2 separate regions of the Macaca mulatta genome follow, and region 2 is linked to region 1. A link is a contact called in public Hi-C data. All regions are on one chromosome and are shown on one strand. Each heading gives the region's core, a stretch centred on a gene start, on an enhancer-like site or on the middle of the called end of the contact. The rest is flanking DNA. Distances are from core to core; before and after follow the strand shown. Region 1 holds the start of CAMK1G (calcium/calmodulin dependent protein kinase IG). Region 2 overlaps LAMB3 (laminin subunit beta 3).

The links. Hi-C and Micro-C count contacts between places; a contact is called where the count stands out from the background.
Region 2: a contact with region 1 is called in a Hi-C map of fetal cortex germinal zone, with 2.0 times the contacts expected there. The contact joins the enhancer-like site here to the promoter of CAMK1G in region 1. A contact is called at or near these places in 6 of 14 Hi-C or Micro-C datasets (CD4 T cells, blood, cortical neurons and 3 more).

The regions. Positions count from the first base shown.
Region 1 is chr1:67,326,907-67,332,158 of T2T-MMU8v2.0, reverse strand. It overlaps CAMK1G (calcium/calmodulin dependent protein kinase IG), which reads right to left and starts at 1,731. Exons shown (of 11, transcript XM_077937105.1): 1 at 1,676-1,731.
Region 2 is chr1:67,365,815-67,371,350 of T2T-MMU8v2.0, reverse strand. LAMB3 (laminin subunit beta 3) reads left to right here. Exons shown (of 24, transcript XM_077937086.1): 18 at 1; 19 at 302-446; 20 at 4,387-4,594; 21 at 4,985-5,126; 22 at 5,462-5,536. Among named protein-coding and RNA genes, the nearest start is that of CAMK1G, 38 kb to the right of the region's middle. Within about 2 kb of position 4,125, at least 7 of the 40 cell types and tissues checked have an H3K27ac peak or open chromatin away from gene starts, as enhancers often do. A contact at or near this core is called in cortical neurons and fetal cortex germinal zone, where this site is marked.

The DNA.
Region 1 (5,252 bases), core at 482-2,981:
ACCACATAACCTGTTGCCTCTTTCCTGGTGGCGGTTGCTGGGATGTCACTCATCTCCACCTTCATCCTCATGATGCTGTAATGCAATCCTAACGTCTGACTGATTCCCCTGGGAACACATGGCTCGGACAATCTGGAAAGGACTGAATCCTTAAAGCACTCAGATTCTCAGCACAGAGGCTGGGGGCAGCATATCTATTGCCCCAAGCCTCTCATGGCTCCAGCTCAAACCATTTCTCACTCTAACCTCAAGCTTCTTTCCCAAAGAGTACTTTCTGAAGAGGACTCTTAATAAGCAGCCACACACACACGCACACGCACACACCAGAGCAATCTGCAGCATCATGGAAAGGTCACTGAATTTATCAATAGATCTGGGTTCAAATGCCATCACCATCACCAGCTTTACAACCCCTTTAACCTCTGAGCCTCAGTGGTCTCATCTATATTAAGGGGGAAATAATACATGCCACATCATCTGATGGGATCGTCCTAAAGAAGATTAATTATAAACACATTCTAAACTGTAAAATGTGGTCCGCATACCAGGTATTACTAAGCACTCTGTGTTACAGCCTGTTTCAGAGGTGGGTCTCATCTTTGGTTCTGGTTAAGCTTGGGTCAGCAGGAATGACAGGGGCCTTGTTCTGTCTTCAGCTTATGATCTGGAAAAGATCATCTTCTTACCTAAGGCGGAATCTGCTTGACTCTCTTGACCCTTCTCAGAGATTTTCCTCATGATCAATTTATCTCACTCCAGAGCAAGAGGCTGGCCAGCCAAGCACTGCAGCCAGACCAGCGTGAGCCCTGGCAGCCACCTCCGGGAGCCTCAGGGTTAATGTTTGTACGTCAAAGTTACGTGGAGAGAAGGGGCCACGGTGTGGATGGGGGTGATGGTGTTGGTGAATCCAGACCTCCTTTCAAGATCTTCACCTGTGAGGTAAACTAGGGAAGTTTAAAAACAGAAGGGAGGTAGACACGCCCCTGGGGAAGGTGAAGGAGCTGTCTTGTGACTGACAGCGATAGCTCGACTGTGTTCTGCATCTTAACGCGGCCGGGGATAGGGAGCCTGAAGCCTGTCCACAGACCTCTCCAGGAGGGACTGAGGCTGATTCTTCTTCCTTAGGTTTGCAGAGCCACAGGCTGTTTACAAATGATTTTGTCATTGGTTCTGCTAATCCTCCCAATAACCCAAAGAGGTAGGCAGAGAGGGCATACCTTATTTGATGGATGGGGTCAGAGAGGTTAAGAGATGAAGGTTGAATAGGAGGGAGGGGTGCAAGAGAGCTGGAGGTGCTGACACCCCAGCAGATGGATGGGGTCCCTCCAGGCATAGAGCCTGGAGGCTTGTCCCTAGAATGCAGACATTGCAGGAGGGGCACATAAAGATATTTTTCTCCCTTTTCCCTGCCCAGAAGTGCAAAAGGTTTCCATGCAAGCCAGCCCAGGAATGATGGACAGATGGCTCCACCCGGACCCCCATTCAGACTTATTTTCCAAGACACCTATAACTTACCCTTGATGCCAAAAGAGTCAGGGAAGCCTGGAACTGGGGCTGAAATAAATGCCCAAGTTGCTTACAAAGTGGCTCTTCAAATCCACTCGCTAGGTGCTGCACGCTTCCCACTAAGCAAGGAGACCCCCTAAAGCCAAGAAAAGAAGCAGGGTCATCTTACCCACGGACTCGGCAAGAATCCTGCTTGGGCTCCCACTCCAGCTCCTACAGGTCTGTGAGGATTAGCTGCTCCAGTGCTTTAACAATAAACCCAATTAAAGGGGAGGAATGCAGGAGTTTTCTTTCCCAGGACCGTAACCATGCAGCCTTAAAGGGGAGTAAAAGTAGCTAGGGTGGCTTGCATCTGTCTTTCCTTTCCTCGGCTCTGCTCTCCCTCCCTCCCACCGAGCAATAATGAGTCTTATCCAGAAAAATGCTTGTGCATTTTTGCCTGGTGTGTGTGTGTGTGTGTGCAATTGTGTTTGCATTGATGTGTGTGATGAAAAGATAGAAAGGAAGAATGAAAAGCAAACATATCGAATTATAGGTTCCCATTATCCTGAATGGGTGATGACAGAAAAAATCAGATAAGCTTTCTAGGATTGTCTGCCTCAGTTTCCCTTTTAACCACTCAGGTGCTGCCGTATGTTGCCTAAAAACCTCTCCCTGAAAAACAGAACATCTACACTGGCTGACATGTAGGGACTGAAGACATCTCAGTGTCCACCTTGCTTGTTATCTCTTACAGAACTGGGAGAAAGGGCCTTAGACGTCCCACAAGGGGCCCTTCAGTTGGACAGTCGCACTCAATATCTTTGATATGTCTCCTTTCCTCCGGAAGCTCAGCATTCTGATCCCCGAACCTGTCTCAGTCCTAACCCATGAGACCCCAGGAAATCATTCCCCTCCTCCGGAAACTCTCTGCTCCCTCTGTTTCCTGTACTCATCTCTCCATCCTGGCCCTTGACCAAGGCTTCACAGTCTCCATCTTAGCTTCTCTGGGGCAGTCCCTTTAGTGCAGATTTCTTTAACCTCTGTCATCTGCTCTCTTGTTTTCTCCTTCTCTACTCTCTCCTTAAGGTTACCATCTACTCACGGGGTCCATTACCATCTTCATGAGAACCTCCCCGGTCAACATCCCACCTTGGTTACCATGCTCAACCTCAACATCCAGATGTCCACTGTCACCTAAGAACAAGACTGAATGCATTATGGCCACCCTCAAACCCACTCTCCTGTTTTCCCCAGCTAAGCTAGTGGGCTACCATCTTCCAAACACTCAAGTGAGAAACTCCAGGGTTTGTTTTGTTTGTGTTGCCTGTTTCATTTGTCTTCCAAACCCATCCAGCTCTTATGCACTTTCATTTGTTCCTTGAAATTAGCTTTTAAATTGTACCCTTTCTTTTGTGTCATCTTGTTTTTTGAACAAATAACACATTCATATGGGCAGGAAAAGGACCATATTAAAAGGTGTACATTGAGATGTGTCACCCCCTTCTACTCCTTGTCTGTCCCTTGACCCTGATATTGCCTTCTATAGGTGACCACTTTTATTATGGTATTTCTTTATGTGAATGCAAGGAAATACTCACCTCTACAATCTCAGTTCAAGCCCTCACCCTCCCACCCAGGTAGAATTGTGATAGCATAGGATGAGGTGGTGCAGTAGGATATTTAAAAGTGGCTCTGGGGAAGACTTCTAGGTTGGATTCCTGGGTCTTCCAATGACAGATATGTGGCTTTGGGAAAGTAGCTTAACCTCTCTGTGCCTCAGTTTTTCCATCTGTAAAATGGCATAATTATTAAACTTATTTCACACACTAGTAGGGTGGAGCGAGACAGAATGCAGCTGCTTAGAACAGTGGCTCGTACGTGGTGAGCACTTAATAAAATTTAGCTGTGATCATTCTTTACCTGTCATAGTCTAAATATTTATGTCCCCATCCAAATTTATATGCTGACACCTAATCACTAGTGTGGTGGTAATAAAACATGGGGTTTGGGGGAGGTGATTACGTCATGAGGGTAGAGCCCTTGTGAATGGAATCAGTGCCCTTATAAAAGATACCCCGAAGAGCTGCATTGCTCCTTCCACTATAGGGGGACACAAAGAAAAGGTGCCTTCTATGAATCAGGAAGTGAGCCCTCATCAGGCATTGTATTTGCTGGGACTTGCAGCCTGCAGAATGGTGAGAAATATGTTTCTGCTGTTTATAAGCCACCAGTTTATGGTATTTTGTTACAGCACCCTGAATAGACTAAGACAATATACAATGTAACTTTCATTCTAGAATTACCTCAATAAAACATATTGCTTCCTCATCAAAACCATTCATTGTTTACAGAATAAAATCCATACACTTCAGGCCATCATTGAAAGCATTCCAGGATCGGGCACGGAGCTATTCTCCCTCCACTGCATCTCTCTTTCTACCCATGTGACACTCCAGCCTCACCATATGAAACACTTATTTTTAAGATAACACTCACACCAAAACTCCTGACCTTCATTTATCCTGATCTGTTGGTTAAGAAAATGCCCTTTCCTCATTCTCTGCCTATAAAAATGCTATAGATTCAAAAATTCCACATCTAGGAAGCCTTCTAAGATTTCCCACCCCACTGAGAACTGATCACTCTCCCTTTGGACTGTTCCCAAAACTTTTGTCTACAACTCTTCCTAGTTCTTAATCTTTTTCTGCCTTGAATTCTAGTTTGTTTCCTGTCTCCTTTTTTGAATTGAGAGTTATTTAAGGGCCATGAATCTGCCTGTATTTCTTGCCCCTCTTTTTTCTTTCTTCCATCCTCCTCCTGTGCCTGGCTCTGCAAATGTTTATTGGACCTGATAGATTTATCAACCCTCAGGGGTAGAAAGGCCTTTGATAGTCATCATAATTAAGTAAGAGATGATTTGCTAACTATTGATATATAAGTACTTAATAAATGGTAACTATTATTGGTATTGAAAGTAGGAATAATAGCATATTATTGTTATTGATACAACATCCCATTTATTGCCTAGACTCTCTGGGTAGAGCATCCCTGACTAAGCTGCTGTCCTCCTCCTGTTTGCACACTCTGGAGCTGGGGAGTTTATCACAGCCTAAGACAGCTCAGTAATGCCCATGGGCATTGACACACATGACAAAGTTCATCTCTAGAGGAAGCTGAATTCTGCTTCTCTGAAGACTTTCCCAGCACACGCATACATATACTCATTCCTTAAATATTTATCAAGTGCTGACTGTATACTAAGTATTGGGAATCTGAAACCAGACCTAGTTCATATGTTCATACAATTTTCACTGTCCAAGTACATTCATCAGTCAACTCTGCACCTTGTAGGTCACTCTGATGAAAGGATGAATCGGGCAAGGAATTGTCTGTTGTCATCAGACCACCAGAGTTCTCTTTCTTCCCATTCTCTCCAATTCACCTGCACCCTGCTGGTCTTGAAAAGCCACAGGGCCAGGAATGAATTCTCTGCTGTGGAAACATAAATAGGTTCAGCAGATGTTTGGCGCCAGAGGAGAAAGCATTGCCTCTTAACGATGAGGTCAGAAGCCAGCTCTCCTTGCAAGCACTGACCAGGCCATACGCCAATCACTGGAGGCGTAGGGAGGAGGCAGAGCACCCATTGCTCAAATATTAGAACGGATGACTAGAGAACTGAGGGGGCATTTGGTAATGTCTCCAAGGACGTGGAAGAGAGCTTTTGTCATTACAGAACAGGTACAAGCATGCACTACACAAAGACA
Region 2 (5,536 bases), core at 2,876-5,375, 37 kb before region 1:
GGTAAGTGTGGCCAAGGTGGGATGGGCACAGGTAGGAGGAGGCAAACAGAATAGATCCCCCGGGCAAGTCAGAGTTCCCATTTTACACTAAAGCCCAGAGATTTTAGTGACCTGCTTAAGGTGCCACAGCAAGTGCATGATAGTTTTTTTCTCTTTTACTGGACATCCACATAGAAACTGCACTGGTTACAAATGCTTCCTAGGTAGGTCTTGGCATAGAGGATGATCCACAGAATTCTGGGACTGCTGAGAGATTTCACTTGGGGCCTTATCCCTTCTGACCTAGAGTGTGTGTCAACAGATTAGGGCAGCCGAGGAATCAGCCTCGCAGATTCAATCCAATGCCCAGCGCCTGGAGACCCAGGTGAGCACCAGCCGCTCCCAGATGGAGGAAGATGTCAGACGCACGCGGCTCCTCATCCAGCAGGTCCGGGATTTCCTAACAGGTGAGCCTGGTCTCCACTCCCACCTTGGCTGCTGTTCCAGTCCTGCCTGTCCCTCATTCCCATGTTCAGTGCATCAGCCAGCCCTCCCTCCCTCCTCCCAGGCCTGCAACATCCTGCTCCAGGCCTCCACCTCTCCTTGGCACCATGGCCGCGACCTTGTCGTTCTCCCATCTGCCCTTCCCACCCACTCCACTCCCTCGTGACCCATTCTCATTCTCAACACAATAACTGAAATATCTCTTTTAAAATGTATAAGTCAGATCACATCTCACTCCTGCTTAAAATCCTTCAGTGGCTTCACCTTGTTCTTGGAATGAGCTCTCAACTCCTATCATGGCTACAGAGCCTGGCCTCTGTCCATCTCTTGGGAGTGACCTTGGGCTCTTCTCTGCTTTGTTCACTGGCTGTCCTTGAACATATCAGGCTCTTGCCTGCTTCAGGAATGTTTATTTGCTCTTTTTGTGCCTGGAATCCTCTTTCCAGGGCTGTTTCTTGTCCTCTGGGTCGTCTCCCCAGAGAGGTGTTTCCTGACCATCTGATCTGGTTGTCCCCTGTCATCTCCCATTCCCCTTCGGTGTCTTACCTTCCTCGCACTACTCACCGTCATTCAGTTGTCGACAAGTGGATTGTCACTCCACTAGAATGGGGACTCCAGGAGGGTAAGGATGGTTGTCTGTCTTTTTGACCACTGTGTCACCAGCACCTAACATAAGGCCAGACACAGAAAGGCATCTGACATAGGTGGCATGAATAAATGAACCAGATGCCCTTCCTCACTGCCCTGGGGAGTGAGGAAGGGCTGTACAATGGAAAGATTCCTAAACAGGACCCGGGAGACTCATGTGACATTGGGCAGGCTGCTTCTCTCTTTGCCTCATCTTTTGCTTCTATAAATGGGGAGACGGTAGTATTTCACAAGTTTATTCTGAGGATCAAATAACTGATGTAAAACGTGTTTTGAAAAAGGAAAGGTGCCTCAGGAACAGGAGTTGATATTGTTAGATTTCTGGTTCCTGCCAGGGAATTTGCTTGGCTGGGAGCCCAGTTAATATGAGCCTAGGGCTTGGTGTAATGACAGTGGCTCTTCTTGCTGCTATTACTGTGTTTTTGCCCCAGATAGGCCAAAGTCCCCTCCTGAGTGCAGATGGCAGGTCAGAGAGGGGCAGGAGACTTCTTCTGAGGTCTCATGACTTGCATAAGGCCATGAGGCCCACACCTGGGGAAAATGATACCTGGGAATCTAGGGAGATTGTGCCCCACAAATGTGGATGATGGCGGAGGTCAAGGTGTGGGGCTTAGGCTCATGGATAAGGGAGTCTTGACCCTGAGTCAAGTCCAGTGACGCTGAATGGCTACTCATCCTGCATTAATCTCAGCCAGGGCTCTGACCTCAGGGGTTGGGAGGTGGGTTGGAATTCTCTCCTGCTGGGTGAGTACCGTGAACAGGCTCACGTGTACAGACAGGGAGCTGCCAGGCCCCTTTTGTCGTCTTTCTTATGCTTGTATCTCAGGTCAAGTCTTATGATGAGTCCAGGGTCAGAGAGAAAAAGCAGGGCCTGAGAGAGGCCTGGCTCCAGGGAGAAACCCAGGAAAATTTTGTGTAGCTGTAGGCTCGGACTCTGGTCTCCAGAGTCCTGGTGCAGACGCCTCTGAGCGCTGGCTGCTGTCAGATGTAGGGTCATGGTGTGGGAGGGAGAGTGGAAAGTCTGTGGAGGGAGGAGGAAACATCGCCTTTCCCAGTTCTTCAAATGGAATTGACAAAATGAATAGTTAAGGCTTATTAAGTTCTGAGTCCAGGCACTGTTCCAAGTGCTTTGCATGTATTACATCATTTACTCCTGACTACATGAACTAAGTACTCTTATTACTTCCACTTTGCACACAAGTAATCTGGGCACAGAGAGGTTAAGCAACTTGGCTAAAGGCATCCAGCTCAGCAGTGGTGCAGGTAGGCTTCAACACTAATGGTCTGATTCTGTCATCCACACCCTATTGCGTTATGGCATGGACACACATATACATACACACCTGTGAGTGTGCATGCACACACAAATACACACTTTCTTGCCACTTGCCTTTGCAAATGTTTTTCCTCTCTCTGGATTGTCTCCCCTCTCCCACCTCTGCTGACCCGGCTAGTTCCTGTTCATCCTCTAGGAATCCTCCTAGGCATCCCACTCTCCCAGCAGCCTCCCTTGACCTATCAGGTGGCTCTGGGGGCCCCTCCCATGGCTACTGTAGCACCTGTGTTTACACCACTCACTCAAAGCTGTACTTCTTTGTTCATGTGCCTGTCTCCCATTAGATTTTCAGCTCCATAAAGGCAGGTATTGAGTTTAATTTGATTTGCAGTCTCAACTCCTCCCATGCTTTTGCTCAATGCAGTAAATATTTACTGAGCCCATCCTGAGACCCAGAAGGCTCTGTGACTGAATGTCATGTAGATTGAGCCTAAGGGTGCAGCTGAAGTGGTGCAGAGTAAAGGAAGGGCCAGATCTAGGTGGGGATGTGCTCATCCTGGAAGGCTTTCTGGGGAAGTTGCATGTGAAGCCTTGCTTTGAGAGTGGGACTCTGGGTTAGATGAGAGGTCGACAATCTCCATGAGGAAGGTCCTTGTGAAAGCTTGCTGCTGGGATAAACCCACTTAATGAAACTCAACCACAGTTATGCTGCATGCAAACCCCCAAGGGACACAGCAATGAACAAGCATGGCTTCCACCCTCCAGGAGTGTCCTTCTGCCTGGCATGGGATGGGGCAGGGAATGAGACCTGTGTGGTCACCTAGTACCCTTTAGGTGTAGAGTAAGGCTGGGCCTGGGACCCCGGAGGAGTTCAGGTCCCAGGACAAATCATCTGGGTGAGTGGGTGCCCCCCTCCTTAATACCTCAATACCAGCGAAATCTGTAAAAGCAAATTGGAATAGATGGGGAGGAGATGTCATCTCTGTACTTCTGACCTTACTCTCTGACCCAGAGTTGGTTTGTAACAACTCTTGCAAATGGGTTGTTTTATGTTGTACCTTCAGGTTGAGGATTGATATTGGGGATTGATATTCCTTTTTCACAGATCAGGAAACTGTGCTTAGGGAACCACTTGACTTGCCCAGGTGGCTTGAATAGTAAAGCAGCGATCTGAACCTGAAGCCCTGTCAATCATTCATTCACTCTACACACATGAGGACCTCCAAGTGCCAGGCACTATGCTGGGGTCTAGGGATATAGCTGTGGACAAAACCCAGCCCCTGCCCTTGTAGAGCTTACATTCTAGAGGAAAAGAGACAAAAAAAAAAAAAAAACCAGTTAGATGAGTACAGTTTTTGGTACCTGGGTGGTGCAAGTGCTAGACAGAAAGATGAGGCGGGGAGGGACGATAAAGTGTGCTACAGTCTAGGGTGGAGGTTGCAATTCTAGATTGGATGGCTGGGGTTGGCCTCCCTGAGAAGGTGATATTCCAGCAAAGACTTGATCATTCTTATTTGCCTTTGCAAAAATGAGCAGTCTTGCCTGAGGGGGAGTGCAGGGAAGGGGTCTTTTTGCCAAGGAAGCAGCTCCAGTTTCTGGTCACTCTTCCCAATTTAGGGCTGATTGTGCATGTGCTGCAGGCATTGTTCAGTACCAGCTGTCTGGCACCACCTCCTTCTCCCTAGCCCGCAGCTTCCTGTGACACCAGACGCTTAGTTGCCACAGCTGTGATGACACTCCCCCACTCCTCTTCCCTCCTGCAGCATGGAGCACAGGATAGTCATCCTCCTACAGCATTCCCAGAAATTTCCAGAGAACAGACACCTGAGTCTGGTTGAGAGGGGGCAGCAGCTCCTTGGGACACCATGATAGAGGGGCCACCATGAGTGCCTTCCACGGGTGCTGCTTAGCCAGGAGAGGCCTCGGATCTCTGGGGAGGTTAGTGGGCTCCCACAGTCTAATGCATGGTTGCCTTCCAGACCCCGAAACGGATGCAGCCACTATCCAGGAGGTCAGCGAGGCTGTGCTGGCCCTGTGGCTGCCCACAGACTCAGCTACTGTTCTGCAGAAGATGAATGAGATCCAGGCCATTGCAGCCAGGCTCCCCAACGTGGACCTGGTGCTGTCCCAGACCAAACAGGACATTGCGCGGGCCCGCAGGCTGCAGGCTGAGGCTGAGGAAGCCAGGTACGGCCTTGGGCCCTGAACTTCTCTCTGCCCAGAAGAGAGAAGTTTTGCTTCTCAACCCCATGGCTGGGAGAGGGGTGCAGAGGGCTGGGAGACAGGAGGGGATGCTTACGATGGTGAGGAGTGGTACACAGAGTCCAGAGTGCAGGTTAAACAATTTGCGTGACTGTGTCTTCCGTATTGGAAACTGCCAAGAGAGTGTCTCAGGCATAACACAAACATTCATCATGTCTGCTTGGTGGGGTCCTGGGGCGTCAAAGCTAATACTTTCCTTGCTCTTTGTCTTGGCTGGGAAGTGTGTTCTTTTGGACTGGTGTGTGAGTCGAACCACACATTGATTCACTATTCACTCATTCTCTCTCTCCTCTCCCTCATGCTTCTCTCACCCAGGAGCCGAGCCCATGCAGTGGAGGGCCAGGTGGAGGATGTGGTTGGGAACCTGCGGCAGGGCACAGTGGCACTGCAGGAAGCTCAGGACACCATGCAAGGCACCAGCCGCTCCCTTAGGCTTATCCAGGATAGGGTTGCTGAGGTGAGGCATCATGGCTTCCTCCACACATATTTGGGCATAAACAGGAAAATTTGGGCACCAGGCATAGAAAATGCCAGAAAGTGACTAGATGAAAAGTGACTAGATGAAAGCTGAGGTGGAGTTCTACAGGAGGGTGACAAGTTTTGGGCTGGCTTTGGGCCTTGGATTTTCTGATCTTGTGGCTGGGATGCAGAAGGCAGGAGTGAGAGGTGGGCAATTTTGATTGTTCTGATTGGAGAGGGTTTTTGCTGCCTGATGAGTTGGAGAAAAAATGGGGATGAACCCCCCACCTATGAGACCCACCACAAATGCCAGATCTCCCTCTTTCCACAAAGGTTCAGCAGGTACTGCAGCCAGCAGAAAAGCTGGTGACAAGCATGACCAAGCAGCTGGGTGACTTCTGGACACGG